Linked DNA regions of Mus musculus: regions 1 and 3 are each linked to region 2. The links are chromatin contacts, called in public Micro-C and promoter capture Hi-C maps. All regions are on one chromosome and are shown on one strand. The core of a region is the stretch at or near the end of the contact, and the rest is flanking DNA. Distances in the headings are between cores, read along the strand shown. Region 1 holds the start of Cpxm2 (carboxypeptidase X 2 (M14 family)). Region 2 has its middle 47 kb from the start of Gpr26. Region 3 has its middle 57 kb from the start of Cpxm2.

Region 1 (4,082 bases), core at 589-3,088, 140 kb before region 2:
AAAGCACGCGAGCCTAGTGTTTAGGAGGTTTCAGGGTCTGAAGGAGCCTGGTGTTTGTCTACAACTAGATCACCTGGTCTGGGTGCTATACATATGGTCCTTTTCTGCTAGAACTCTAGTTGGATCTTTTCCTAGTCTTCACTGGTTAGTTGGGACTTTAAGAGTGTGTCTTGCCCATGGAGCCTCTCTTCTCTGAGCCACACGGATACCTGGGACTTGCTTTCTTGTCTGTAGTGGCTGGGTTTAGATAGGACAACCCCTGTGAGTAAGTGCAGGAGACATCCACAGAGAAGAGCGCAGGGGATCCAATCCAAACCAATGCCTTCTTAGAAAGCCAGGGGAGGAGGGAGACTTCCTTCTTCTCTGGAGAACTGCTCTGGATCTTGATTCCCAATTATCCTGGGTTTGACAACTAGATCCAAGGCCCTCTAGCCATCCGCCACGGGCCCTGTGTCAGCTACAGTTTTCTCTCGCAATACCCTTCCACCTAGGAGTTCTAAAACTGCAATCCAAAGGTCGGCTGGGTGGTCTGATAGCAACAGTGAGGACATAGGAGTGAGGCAAAAAGTCACAGCTGAGCTGGCTAACATCTGACATTGGGGGCCTCAGGCCTGTGATTCCCCTCTAAATGCAGAGGCCTTAGCCCAATGCCCAGGTTCATCTCAGAGGCATTCTTGGGTCATATCCCAGGCCCTCAGGGACAGACTGACAGACTTAAGGACTAGTTGTCTTTGTGGCTGGCAGACACTGTGGCCCCTTGGAGGCAACTCTACTGGATCTTTAGAACTTATGAATTAAATGTACAGAGTAGACTGATGACAGTTGGGACCAATTCTGGATCATCTCAGAGCCTCTTAAATGTGGAGTATATTCTCCGCTAGATGGAGATAGAAAAAAATAGGGGTGATTTGAAGGTACAGTTTGGATTTGACCTGTGAATTCTGACTCTGAGATGCAGGGCACCCGAGGCAGCCCCTAGAAAGCACAGCAAGCAAGCTGCAAAACAGTCACTGCCAGGACCTGACTTTAGCGATTCATTGAGTGGCTATGAAAGCTACCCCCAACCCCAGCTCTCACCACAAATGAGTCCCTCAGCCACCACTACACGCACCTTGGTGCTGCTGCCTCTGACATTTAACCTGTGAGTCAGCGAGTCTCTTGTTTTAAACCTGTCTCAATGTGTTAGAGGAGCCATAGAATACTGGTGCAGAGCCCAGAGAGAAGCTAGGGCCACTGGCTTCTTTCCACTCCACTAAGAAAAAAAACTACGGCATGATGGGTAAAGATGGAAGGCACTTTATCAAAGGGAAGGTGACACCAGGGTTCTCCAGAGAAGCCTGGATTCCTGGAAGAGACAAATGCCCTCTTGTGACTTGTGAGATAGTAGTCTTCGGCTGGCTCTATTCTCTCCTACAGAGCCACACTCTGGACGGTAGGCAGCAGGGGTTCCCAGGCCCTTAGGCCCTGCTCCCAGGGAACTTCCTCCAGGGAATCCGGGATTCCTCCACGGTCTGGGGCAAAACGACTGGAGGGCAGCCTGCTGGTTATTACCTTAGCCAGTCTTAATCAGATTTGTTCTGCAAAATGAAGGAATGGAAGACACAGCCCTATAGTTCTCTCCACGATCACCATGCCTTACCTCTGCAGAAGGGGTGCCCAGGAGGACAAAATATCGGCCTCCTAGAAATGCAAGGAAGGCTGGTGACAGTCTTCTAGTGGCCTTCAACACCTGCTGGAGAGGCCCTGGGCGGGTAGGAGGGAGGGTGGGTCGGCCGGCGCCTAGCCTCTCCTGGGCGCGCCCCTGCCCGCCCCACTCCGGCCCAGCCCCGCCCGTCCGGCCTGTCCCACCCACCATCTGCACCCGCTGCAGCGCCCGCGCCCCTGTCCCGCGCCGTAGTCGTCATTTGTAGCCCGCCTGCCGCTCCCGGGGACCCGATCCTACCCTGGGTGCGGGGCAGAGCGGGCATGGCCCGTCTGGGGACCGCCTGCCCTGCGCTGGCGCTGGCCCTGGCACTTGTGGCGGTGGCCCTGGCTGGAGTCAGAGCCCAGGGCGCAGCCTTCGAGGAGCCTGACTATTACAGCCAGGAGCTCTGGCGGCGCGGGCGCTATTATGGGCATCCGGAGCCTGAGCCGGAGCCGGAGCTCTTCTCGCCTTCAATGCATGAAGACCTTAGGGTGGAGGAGCAGGAACAGCAGGAGCCGCACCAGCAGGGCCACAGAACTCCCAAGAAGGCCATCAAGCCCAAGAAGGCTCCCAAGAGGGAGAAGTTAGTTGCAGAGACGCCTCCACCAGGTAACTTTTGCATCGGGCAGCCCGAGGGGGCGCCAGCGATCGTGGCACTCCAGGGGACACCTGGCTTCCAGTATGTTTTCTTGAGTGAGCCCAGCCAAAGTCCTGTGGTGCCTGTGTTATTCCCTAGAGACTACATCTGAGCTAAGTTCAGCTTTCTCTCCCTGCCCCCTCAGGCAGAAACAGAATGGAGCTCTTTGGGAAGCTGCCTGGGGAGCGGCCCGGTGTCCCAATGCTCGCTGGCACAGCCTAAGGAGGCATCTGTTGCTTCTTCCTGCTCTGCTTATGTATTCAATCTTTAGAAGTGTTTTTTTCAGACCGATTTTATCAATGGGCATGTGACCGGCCGGTGTCACTTGGCAGATGGCCTTGGCAAGATTCAGTCAGTGACCTTTATTCAGACAGTGCCCTTCTCAGCTCCCTCCACCCCAGTCAGTGGGGCCCTTAAATCCACTATGCACAGAATGGCACAGTCCCAGCTGCAGACTTTGGATCACTCTTGGTCCCTGTAGCAGCCAAGATTCTGCCTTCTTGGAAAGGGCAGACTACAGGAGCCCTGGAAAGCTCTGAGTGCCTGGCAGCCTGGGATGCTCTACCCATCCCTTGGGCCAATCTCAAATCCATCCTCACTTTCTTCTAGTCCAGCCTGTATCCCAAACCTGTGAAGAGGGCTTTCTCTTAACTGTTTCAGATAGTGATTGCTCAGTGCAGGAGCTGTGTTCCCACTATTTCAATCACAGGAAGCCAGCAGGACAGTGACCAAATTCTATGGCCTTTGCGTTTCTTTGCCTGAAAGGAATCACGTGCCAGGTCACAGAGCTCTGGACTCAGAAGTGGCTTTCATTTGGTTAGACGAATATTAAATTCACCAGGCGGGGTGGCAAGGGAAGATGCTGACACTCTTGAGCCCCAATTTGAGGCTATCACCTTTGTATATGGCTGAGTCCCTGCCGTCTGCCATTGATAGTTCCAAAGGTTGGGCAAACCCAAATAGAACCACAGAGACTGTCTCTCCTTTTTCTGGGGGATGATGGAGATTAAGAGGTAGAAAAGCTGCCGTGGCTCTACATGAAGGGGTGGGATGTGGCGCTGAGTTTGGTAGTGTCCCATGGTCTCATTTAGTTCTCTTCTGGCTCTGGAAGGTGGCTAGCCCTGTCATGTTACAGATTAGCAGCCTTCAAGCAGGGGAAGGTAACTTATTTTGTCATTGTTCTGCTTGGGAGAATTGAAAGCCCGATTTACCAGCCAGGTCGTGGGGTTACCATTTTGGGACCTGGAATTTGAGTTCTACTTTTTGAGCCTCAGTTGCTTCACCTGCAGATAGAAAGAAAAGTGTCTGCCATTGCATTGATGCTGCCAAAGCCTTCTATAGTGTCCGTTAGTGTGCCCTGAACTTTGAGGTGTGCTTGTTGTGTGGGAGCTCTTCATTTGTTCTACACATGGTTTATAAGTGTCTGCCCAGCACTGTAAGGCGAAGCCCTGGGGAGAGAGAACATAAGGTGGAGAGGCCGTTCCTCCAAGGACTTCATAGAATTGTGTAACTTTGGGGAAGTAATCACAAGTGTGCTGAGAGTTGCATAGAACATGGAATATCAAGAAAATAAATGATAAAAGGGCCAGTGTTTCCCAGGGGGAGATGACTAACTAGGCCTGATTAATAAGCTCACTTATTGTTCGAGTATTCTCACTAGTGACCAATTACAGTCTTTCACATCCTAGGCTAATCAGTGCCTCCAACTAATGTGTCTGGGGGCTCAGTTATCACAACCTGGAAGTGGATCTCCTTTCTTGG
Region 2 (4,067 bases), core at 1,171-3,670:
TTGAATTTATGTCTAAACTTGTAGTGAACTTTTTGATTGTTGAAATACCATGTAATCATGTATTCTGAGAAAATGTATAAAGAACTGAGAACAATGAAAAGAACAGGGTAGCAGAGTAGAGTAGAAATTAAGAGAGCAACTTAGAAATAAAGAGAGCATATAGTCTATCGTCTGATAGGCTTCCCACCTCCCCATACTTTCCCTTAGAATTAAAGATTAGAATTCTTTTTATAAGTGTCCCCCCCCCCGCACCCCTCCCCCCAGTCTTTCCCTAGTTGACAAGGAGTTAAATAAACCCTCAGCCTTTGGGCCAGTCACCTGAAGAGAGGGACTGTGGAGACAAGAACAAAAGACCTTTTTACCTAGTCGCCTGCTGTTAAGCACTGGTGTTAATTTGCCCCAGGCCTGCAGCTTCTGGCCTCAGAGTAACTTAAAGTCAAGATAGGTAAACATTATTATGGAAAACAACCTTAATGACTTGCAAGACCAAGTTCCCAACCCCCTACCTAGCACATGGGTTGCACTAAAGAAGTAAACAGCGAGTCTACTCCTGAGGTTTACACTAAGGGAGTTCTGCTCATGCAGGGATAGATCCACCAGAGCTTGGTTTGTAATGGAAACCAGCTGGAAAGCAACTGAATGCTCACCAACAAGTGGATGGATTGCAAAAATACTGCAGTAAACACGTGCTATTCCTGTACATTTTTTATACTTTCAGGCATCAGTTAAAATAAAGTTAATTTTAAAAACGGGGGTGCATCCATACCATGGAATACTGATTAGTTGCAGAACAGAAGGTGATTATACACATGTGACTTTCAGAGTCACATGAGTGATATAGCCAAGCAACTGGCCATATTTGAGAAGTCCTATAGAAGGCAAAGACCTTGCCAGTTGCATGGTCAACATCCAGCATCAGATGCTGGTTCTGCTGGGCTGGGATGTAGTCCAACTGTTATCACAGGAAGCAGGGTGTTGTCCTGGTTGGTCCCAGTTAAAGCACAAAAGTCATAAGAGATCATGACAGGGCTGGGGAGGTGTTTCACTCAGTGGTTAAGAGTACTTGCTGTGTTTCCAGAGGACCGGAGTTCAATTCCCAGCACCCACATAGCAGCTCACAGCTGTTTGTACCTCCAGTTCTAGGGGATCTGATACCTTCATACAGTCACACAGTTCCAGGGGATCTGATACCCTCACACAGACAAGGCAAAGCACATACGAAACAGGGAGGGAGAGAGAGAGAGAGAGAGAGAGAGAGAGAGAGAGAGAGAGAGATCATGACACTGTTCTTGTTTTATGCCGGTCCTCACACCTAACTCATTTGCAGTTAGATGACTAGACATGCTGTGGGTGTGGCCTCTGAGATTGTCTGTCAGTCCCTGATAGTCACCAAGTGGCCTGCAGCAAAACCCTGTTCATGGGAGGCCCATGACAGGCAGTCTTGAGGCACCAAAACTGTCTGGGGGGTGCTTTCATACCACACCAGGCATGTCCTGGAGAGGCTAGTCACAGAGCAATTGCCTAGTGAGTAACTGACAGTCTGGAAACTACATCCTAATTCAGATATGCCTACACATGCCTAGAGTCCCAGCTACTCAGGAGGCAGAGGCAGAATGTTCTCATAAGCCCGTGAGGTGGACAGCAATAGTGACACTCCATGTGACACGCCATTTCTCCGAGTGAACAAGCAAAAGAAACTGCTGTCCTACTTTCTGACTCTGGTGTAACACCCTGCCTGTTTATGCTGGTGCTCGGGGGTTGCTTTGCATAGGACTAACTTGGTCCATGTATCATCTGTAAGAGAATGACTACGGTGAAAGAGGGCACCAGGGAGCACCTGGGTCACCTGTTTCCTTCTGGGGCTCCATAGAATACTACCCACATGGAGTGGGAGGGGGAATGGGATCTCAGTAGGCAGGAAAGGGCAAAGGGTGTGGACACAGTAGGTCAGGGCAGCTGCTGCAGAGTAACTGACGCAGAGACTGTCCATCAAAAGGAACTGAGTGAGTTTGGGAAGCTCAGGATGTTTATTTCCCTATGAAAGTATTAGTAGGTTCTGCACATTATAGGGGTGATTTGAAGAACACCCAGTTTCAAGGTAAGTATTCAACTAATTTAATGGTGGTCATTGCTATTTTATCATCATTATCATTATCAGAGCACAGCATGCACATAGTCCTCAGATAGTCACAGGTAATCCTCCCTCTGCAGATATTGGCCTATAGTTGACCCCAGCATGGGCATCTTTCCATATAAGTACATTTGACTGTGCCAAGGGAGTATCCCTGGTATGCCTGGGCACAGTATTTGGCAGAGAAGTGCTGTGCATGTCTATTTGAAAAGTCCTTGTCTTATTAACTCATAGCCCTGGGGACTTGGTTCTTTTGTGACTGTTCATTGAGGAGACAAATAACTCAGCTGGGCTTCATGTCTGGTTTCAAGGTTTCCATGGAGACCTGGATGAAGACAGATGCAGCTTTCAAAGCCTCCACACTTTCCCCTGCAGTTGGCTAGTGAGAGGTTCTTCTGTGAGATTCATTCTCTCTCTTTCTCTCTCTCTCTCTCTCTCTCTCTCTCTCTCTCTCTCTCTCTCTCTCTCTCCTTCCCTTCCTCCCTCACTGTGTGTGTGCATGTACAGATGTGTGTGTGTGTGTGTGTGTGTTAGAAGCTTGACATTGTATATACACATGCACAGGCTATCCTCTTTGCTGGGAGATATCTTACCCCTGGAAACCAAGAAAAGCCACCACACATGCCTGATGTGGTATGAAAGCACCCCCCAGACAGTTTGGTGCCTCTAGACGGCCTGTCATGGGCCTCCCATGAACAGGGTTTTGCTGCAGGCCACTTGGTGACTATCAGGGACTGACAGACAATCTCAGAGGCCACACCCACAGCATTTCTAGTCATCTAACTGCAAATGAGTTAGGTATGAGGACCAGGCTTGCTACTAGGTCAAGGAAGCTGCTGTGATGGTGGACTCTTGGGGGCATGAGGTATTCTTGGTACTGGATTCCTCTTGTGGTTGGAAGAGGAGGAGGAGAAAGTGAGCAAGTGTTTGTGTACATTCTCTACATAATACTTACTTTCTATCGTTTATGAAGGTTTTAGGTGAGCACCTGCTTGGCACAGTTGTATGCTGCTGCTTAAGATGTTGTGCCTTGTGCATTGTGATACAAGGTGACAGTCCATGGGGGAAGAGAGACACTTAGTCCAGAAACTGGAGCACAGGACTCTGAGGCTCAGGGACACCTATGCTGAGCAGGTCACTCAGCTCTCTTGTCAAGGTTACTTCCATCTAACCTCCAGTGCATCACCCTACTCAGTTCTGTTAGCAAAGGGCAGGCCCATCCTCACTAGAGAACTCTTGCTAGATGAATGTCAAGAAGAAAGAAAAATATCTCCGGAAAAATAGGTAGATGATTTAAACAAACAAATAAACAAAAACAAATAACAAAATAACGAATGAACCAAATAGAAAATTCCCAGGTGAGTCTAGATACTTCGGATGTCTGGAGAGTCAGCAGGTTTACAATACAGAAAAAGATGGGGTTATCCATCCAGAGGCTAGGAGGAGATGAGATGGGAGGGGCTTCCATCCCAGCAGAGATCTTTTCAGTCTTCCTCCTGATTTACCTAGTCAGGGAAGCTTCCCTGTGACCAGTGACCACTGTCTACACCCTGATGACTTGTGGCACACTCTACCCTGCATCGGCTTGGTACTTCTTCTGAATCCTGCAGGCAAAGGTCATGTGGAGTTTGTCTTCTAGTTTTCTCCAGGATCTGTGAAAAGATCATACATCCAGAAAAATTCTCCTCAACATCTTACACATGTGTTCTTGCCAGAATGGCAAAAAGTCGTTCATTCATTAGACTGAGAACTTCTGGAAGGTAAACTGGTTTTGGAAATCCCATCAGGTACATCCTGCGGCCCTGAACGAGGACTCAGTTGTATTTCCTGCATGCCTGTATAATCATTCTGTGTTGGTATGTATCACTTGCCAGATTCTTGCTCTCTGATTCTCTATTGTACAGGTATATTTGATGGTTACTTATTACCTTCAAAT
Region 3 (3,936 bases), core at 705-3,204, 200 kb before region 2:
AGCCTGGGATCCTGTTAGTAACTAAGTTCCGAGGCCTCGGGCCTCCGAAAAGCCTATGAGATCATGTGACTGTGAAAGGGTTTTTACGTTTGTGGACCTGATGGTGCCAACAGAAAGGGGATGTGTGCCATCTAAACTACGTAAGGTTGCTTGGGATTCTGTTCCTGAGTTTTGAATGAAATATTTTGGGCATTTATGTCTTGAGAGTCATAATGGACTTCAAAAGCACAGGAGTGGGGAGGGGGCTGCTAAAATCCAGCTTGTTTATCCTTGAATCTTGATACTCATCTTCCTACCCCAAGCTGTGACTGGAATATTCCACACATTTAGTTCCTCCCATGCAGCGATTTCATTGGCAAATGGACAGAAAAGGAAAGGTCTCCATTCACTGAGTAGCTGGAACGAATGACACAAATTTACACTCAATTCCCAACCTTTCAAATTGAGTTGGAGTTGAAACCGTAGATCACTTTTGCTGGCAGCTGACGTTTTGTGTTCTCCCTTATGGCCAGCAGGGGGCGGGCTGGGCCTGGGAATGTGCTGGGATGCTCCCTCTCCACCAGCTACATGCAGTTTCCCCAAATCCCCTAGGAAATCGGGGCTGGCCTCCTCCACGGCCCCACTCTCCACCAGTTAGGGGCAGGCCGCTTTCCTCCCCACCAAAAAATAACTCTGGAATTCTGGGCTTTGGCTTTCCTGTAGGGCCAGTCTATTCCAGGGACTGGAATCTGTCTCTTGGGGGCTCAAAGCCAGCATCTTCTGACAGGGCTGGATCCCAGCCTCCCTTCCACTGCCCTTATGAGGACATTCTGAGTTCCCACAGTAAATGTAGCTCCTGGTGAGTCTCAGAATCAACTCTTGCCAACAACACTCTCCACTCCAGTCCATCCTATGCAGGAGCAACCTTCTCTATGACTTGGTTTTCTCACCTGCAAAATGGGACTAAAGTAGAGTACAGTAGAGTATGATTGTAATCTCCATGCTAGGGAAGTTCAAGGCTAGCTTGGGCAGCTTGCTGAATCTTAGGCTATCCTGAGTTAGATGACATTCTGATTTAAAAAGCCACAAAGGAGTGTGTGTGTGTGTGTGTGTGTGTGTGTGTGTGTGTGTGTGTATGTAACAAGGTTACATAGCCAGCCTGGGCTACAGGAAAACCTGCCACAAAAAGGCATGTGTATAGGTTAGGAAGGGGCTGGAGAAATATCTCAACAGTTAAGAATGTTTGCTGCTTACCCAGAGGGCCCAATTTCAGTTCTTGTCACCAGTTTGGAGTGGTTCATAATGGCTTCACTCCAGCTCCAGGGGACCCAACACCAATGTCTAGCCTTCCATATGCTCGGCACACATATTGCATGCATGCAATATGTGCCCACAGACACCTAATTTTTTTTTAGAAAAGGAAATGATAAAAGAGACTAAACCACTGTTAAATGCTTAGAAGTAGCTTAGCACTGAATCTATGAGAGATGCTGTAGGCATGGATGCCTGCAGTTCTTGGAGACTGTGGGACATGTTTTCCTTTGGCACTTGCCAGTGGACCACACAATGATGTCATAGGGTGCAGCATATGGTGCTTGCTAACCTACTACCAATCAGAAATAGCCTGAGCCTGGTTTGCCAGCCAGCAAGCCCAGGTCAGCTGGCCTCAATACCCAGCACTTGATTTCGACTCCAGACTGTGAGACTCTTGTGCCTGTGTGCTGAGGAGGGAAGTGGATGGAGGTTTTCTGCTGTTGCTCTGAATGCTAAGGTTGAGTTTCAGCCCAGACTCTTGAAGAGGAAGGAAACTTTGAAATTCTATACAAGTAGGGCTCATTCCAGTAGCCCCCAGAGGTATGCCAGGCTTCTGAGAGCTCCTGAGAGCCGCCAAGTCTTCCTTACATCTCCATGAATGGGTAAAACTGGGCAAAGGCCATAGACACAGGCAGGGTTTGAGTGCCAGCCAAGAGAGGCTCAGGGCATGATGGGAAGGACAGAAACCTTGTCCAGATGCAATCAGATGCTGTTCTGTGTGGGTCACCAAAGCACAGGAAACCAGGCGCTGGGCTCCTCACTGCACAAGGCTCTTTTGTTGAGCCTAATCCCTGTTGACCAGGCTTGGCCTCAAGGTTCTGTGCAGGGCCCTCCCCACCAGGCCCACCCCAGCTCTTTCCAGCCAAAGCCCCCGGGACGAGCTCAGGTTCCCTTTGGCTTCAATGGTAGAGACCAGATCTTGGCTGAGTCTGCCCCCATTTTAAGAGACTCTTTATTGCGGACAGGGCCTGGGTGTGCACACTGTATGAATTCCAACATAACCTCTTTTGTTTTTACCCTTCTTGCTCTGTCTGTTTTCCACTGATGGCCTTAGTCAGCTGAAATATTAATTACATAAAGATGGCCGGGCTGTCAAGCTGGAGAGGTTCTAGTCTGACTCCCTCTTTAGCAGACCAGGAACAGGCCCGAGAGGGAGATCCTTGCTCTAGGTCCCCCAACTGCTGCAGAGGCTCCTGACCCTCATCCCTGATCTCGGCTTCATTCTGTCTAGTGATAGACAAACTCCCTGTTTTAGGTTCCGAGTTCTCTGCAAGTGGCAAAACTCTCTTAAGACCCGAGAACGATATGGAGGGCAGGCCAGAGCGTGGGCCCTCTGGGGAGGGAAGTAGGGGTAGCTGAAGGACCCCTTGATCTGAGTGTGAGGGAACAGGACAGGGCACAGGCCCCTCCCTCCCTTGATCGAATCATTCGTCCAAAAGGGACCCCAGAAATGTCTTCAGACTAGAAAGGGACAGGGTCTGGAGGCTCCTGTGATAGGCTGTGAAAGGGGAACTTAAAAACACGGGGACTCTAGGAGCTCATGAGTAGACGGAAACCTGTTTCCCATCTGTAAAGAAGCAGAGCAGGTGAAGTGGAGTTTGGGGAAGCGGCGCGTGCTCACGGGCAGCTGAGGGTTGGGTGTTGTGGGCCTGGCACGTGGCACAGGGGCAGTAGAAGGGTTGAACAGAGAGATATTGTGTTTTTCTGGGAGCAGTGGGCATATTCTCGAGTGGAGCAGTGGGCATATTCTCGAGTGGAGAGCGGGGGAGGGGGGTGATGGAGTTAGGCCTAACTCACTCCCTCTCTCTTGGGAACCAGCTGGGAGAGTCGACAGGAATCTTCTGTAGCTTGCGCCTTCTTTGGATGCTCCTCCTGTCCGGTTGGTTTGACAGAGTGGGGACTAAATGGATCCTAACACTAAGACTTGGTACTGTCAGCCATGGTCAGCCTGGACCACGCTCCTTGTGGGGAGAGTTGCCTCCAGGTCTAGATAGATGGTCAGGAGCCCCTTGCACAGGTGTGAGCCACACAGGCTACTCAGAGCAGCTAAGGTGACTCTGGATCCCAGGCTTGGAGTCCTGTTTCCATGGAAACCAGCTCTTGCTGATGCCCCTCTCTTCCCAGGCTTCCCTGGGGCTGCTGGGTTCAGGCTCCAGGTGCCAAGTAACCGAGGATTCCTCCCAAACTCAGTTTCCAGAGCATTGCAGGGCTGGTTGGGAGAAGAGTGCAATTTTCTAAGCAGAATTTTCCAGATTAGGTAAGATGGGGGGCGGGGCCCGGGCACTTTCGATGTGACTATAGAATAGAGACCTAGTATCACGCTGAGGCTGGTTGGTAAAACTGAGGATTTGGGTCAGGTGTAGCTTCCCAGGCCCTTGCTGAAGGGAAGTGTAGGCCAAATGTCACCGTGCAGACCACATTCCCGTTCCCGCACTTCTGTTTCAATCAGAGTGAAGGGCAGGATCCCCACATTAGTAAGCAGCTGGCCTCCCTTAAATAGCTATGGTCCAGGCGGGTGTGATTTGCCACAGTCTACAGAAAGAGCCCTGAATTGGGAGGCCTAGGACTCATCAGTCTCCAAGCAGGGCAGGCAGCCGCAGCTTGGACCCCAACTGCAGCCCCTCTCCTCAAGGCTGCTTCTCT

The links. Promoter capture Hi-C pulls out the DNA fragments that hold promoters and counts their contacts. Hi-C and Micro-C count contacts between places; a contact is called where the count stands out from the background.
Region 1: a contact with region 2 is called in a promoter capture Hi-C map of hippocampal neurons, with 2.3 times the contacts expected there. The contact joins the promoter of Cpxm2 here to the enhancer-like site in region 2. A contact is called at or near these places in 1 of 39 promoter capture datasets (hippocampal neurons), 1 of 484 Hi-C or Micro-C datasets (cortical neurons), 1 of 115 datasets of contacts at active chromatin or transcription factors (forebrain) and 3 of 9 other capture datasets (adipose tissue, embryonic stem cells and pancreatic islet).
Region 3: a contact with region 2 is called in a Micro-C map of stem cell-derived neurons, with 2.5 times the contacts expected there. The contact joins two enhancer-like sites. A contact is called at or near these places in 6 of 484 Hi-C or Micro-C datasets (ECoMG myeloid progenitors, embryonic stem cells, stem cell-derived neural progenitor cells and 2 more), 3 of 115 datasets of contacts at active chromatin or transcription factors (astrocytes, fibro-adipogenic progenitors and stem cell-derived neural progenitor cells) and 1 of 9 other capture datasets (embryonic stem cells).

The regions. Positions count from the first base shown.
Region 1 is chr7:132,152,497-132,156,578 of GRCm38.p6, reverse strand. Cpxm2 (carboxypeptidase X 2 (M14 family)) reads left to right here and starts at 1,838. Exons shown (of 14, transcript NM_018867.5): 1 at 1,838-2,293. The coding sequence starts at 1,966.
Region 2 is chr7:132,011,769-132,015,835 of GRCm38.p6, reverse strand. No RefSeq gene overlaps it. Among named protein-coding and RNA genes, the nearest start is that of Gpr26, 47 kb to the right of the region's middle. Within about 2 kb of position 2,420, at least 34 of the 459 cell types and tissues checked have an H3K27ac peak or open chromatin away from gene starts, as enhancers often do. A contact at or near this core is called in cortical neurons, hippocampal neurons and stem cell-derived neurons, where this site is marked.
Region 3 is chr7:132,210,264-132,214,199 of GRCm38.p6, reverse strand. No RefSeq gene overlaps it. Among named protein-coding and RNA genes, the nearest start is that of Cpxm2, 57 kb to the right of the region's middle. Within about 2 kb of position 1,954, at least 33 of the 459 cell types and tissues checked have an H3K27ac peak or open chromatin away from gene starts, as enhancers often do. A contact at or near this core is called in stem cell-derived neurons, where this site is marked.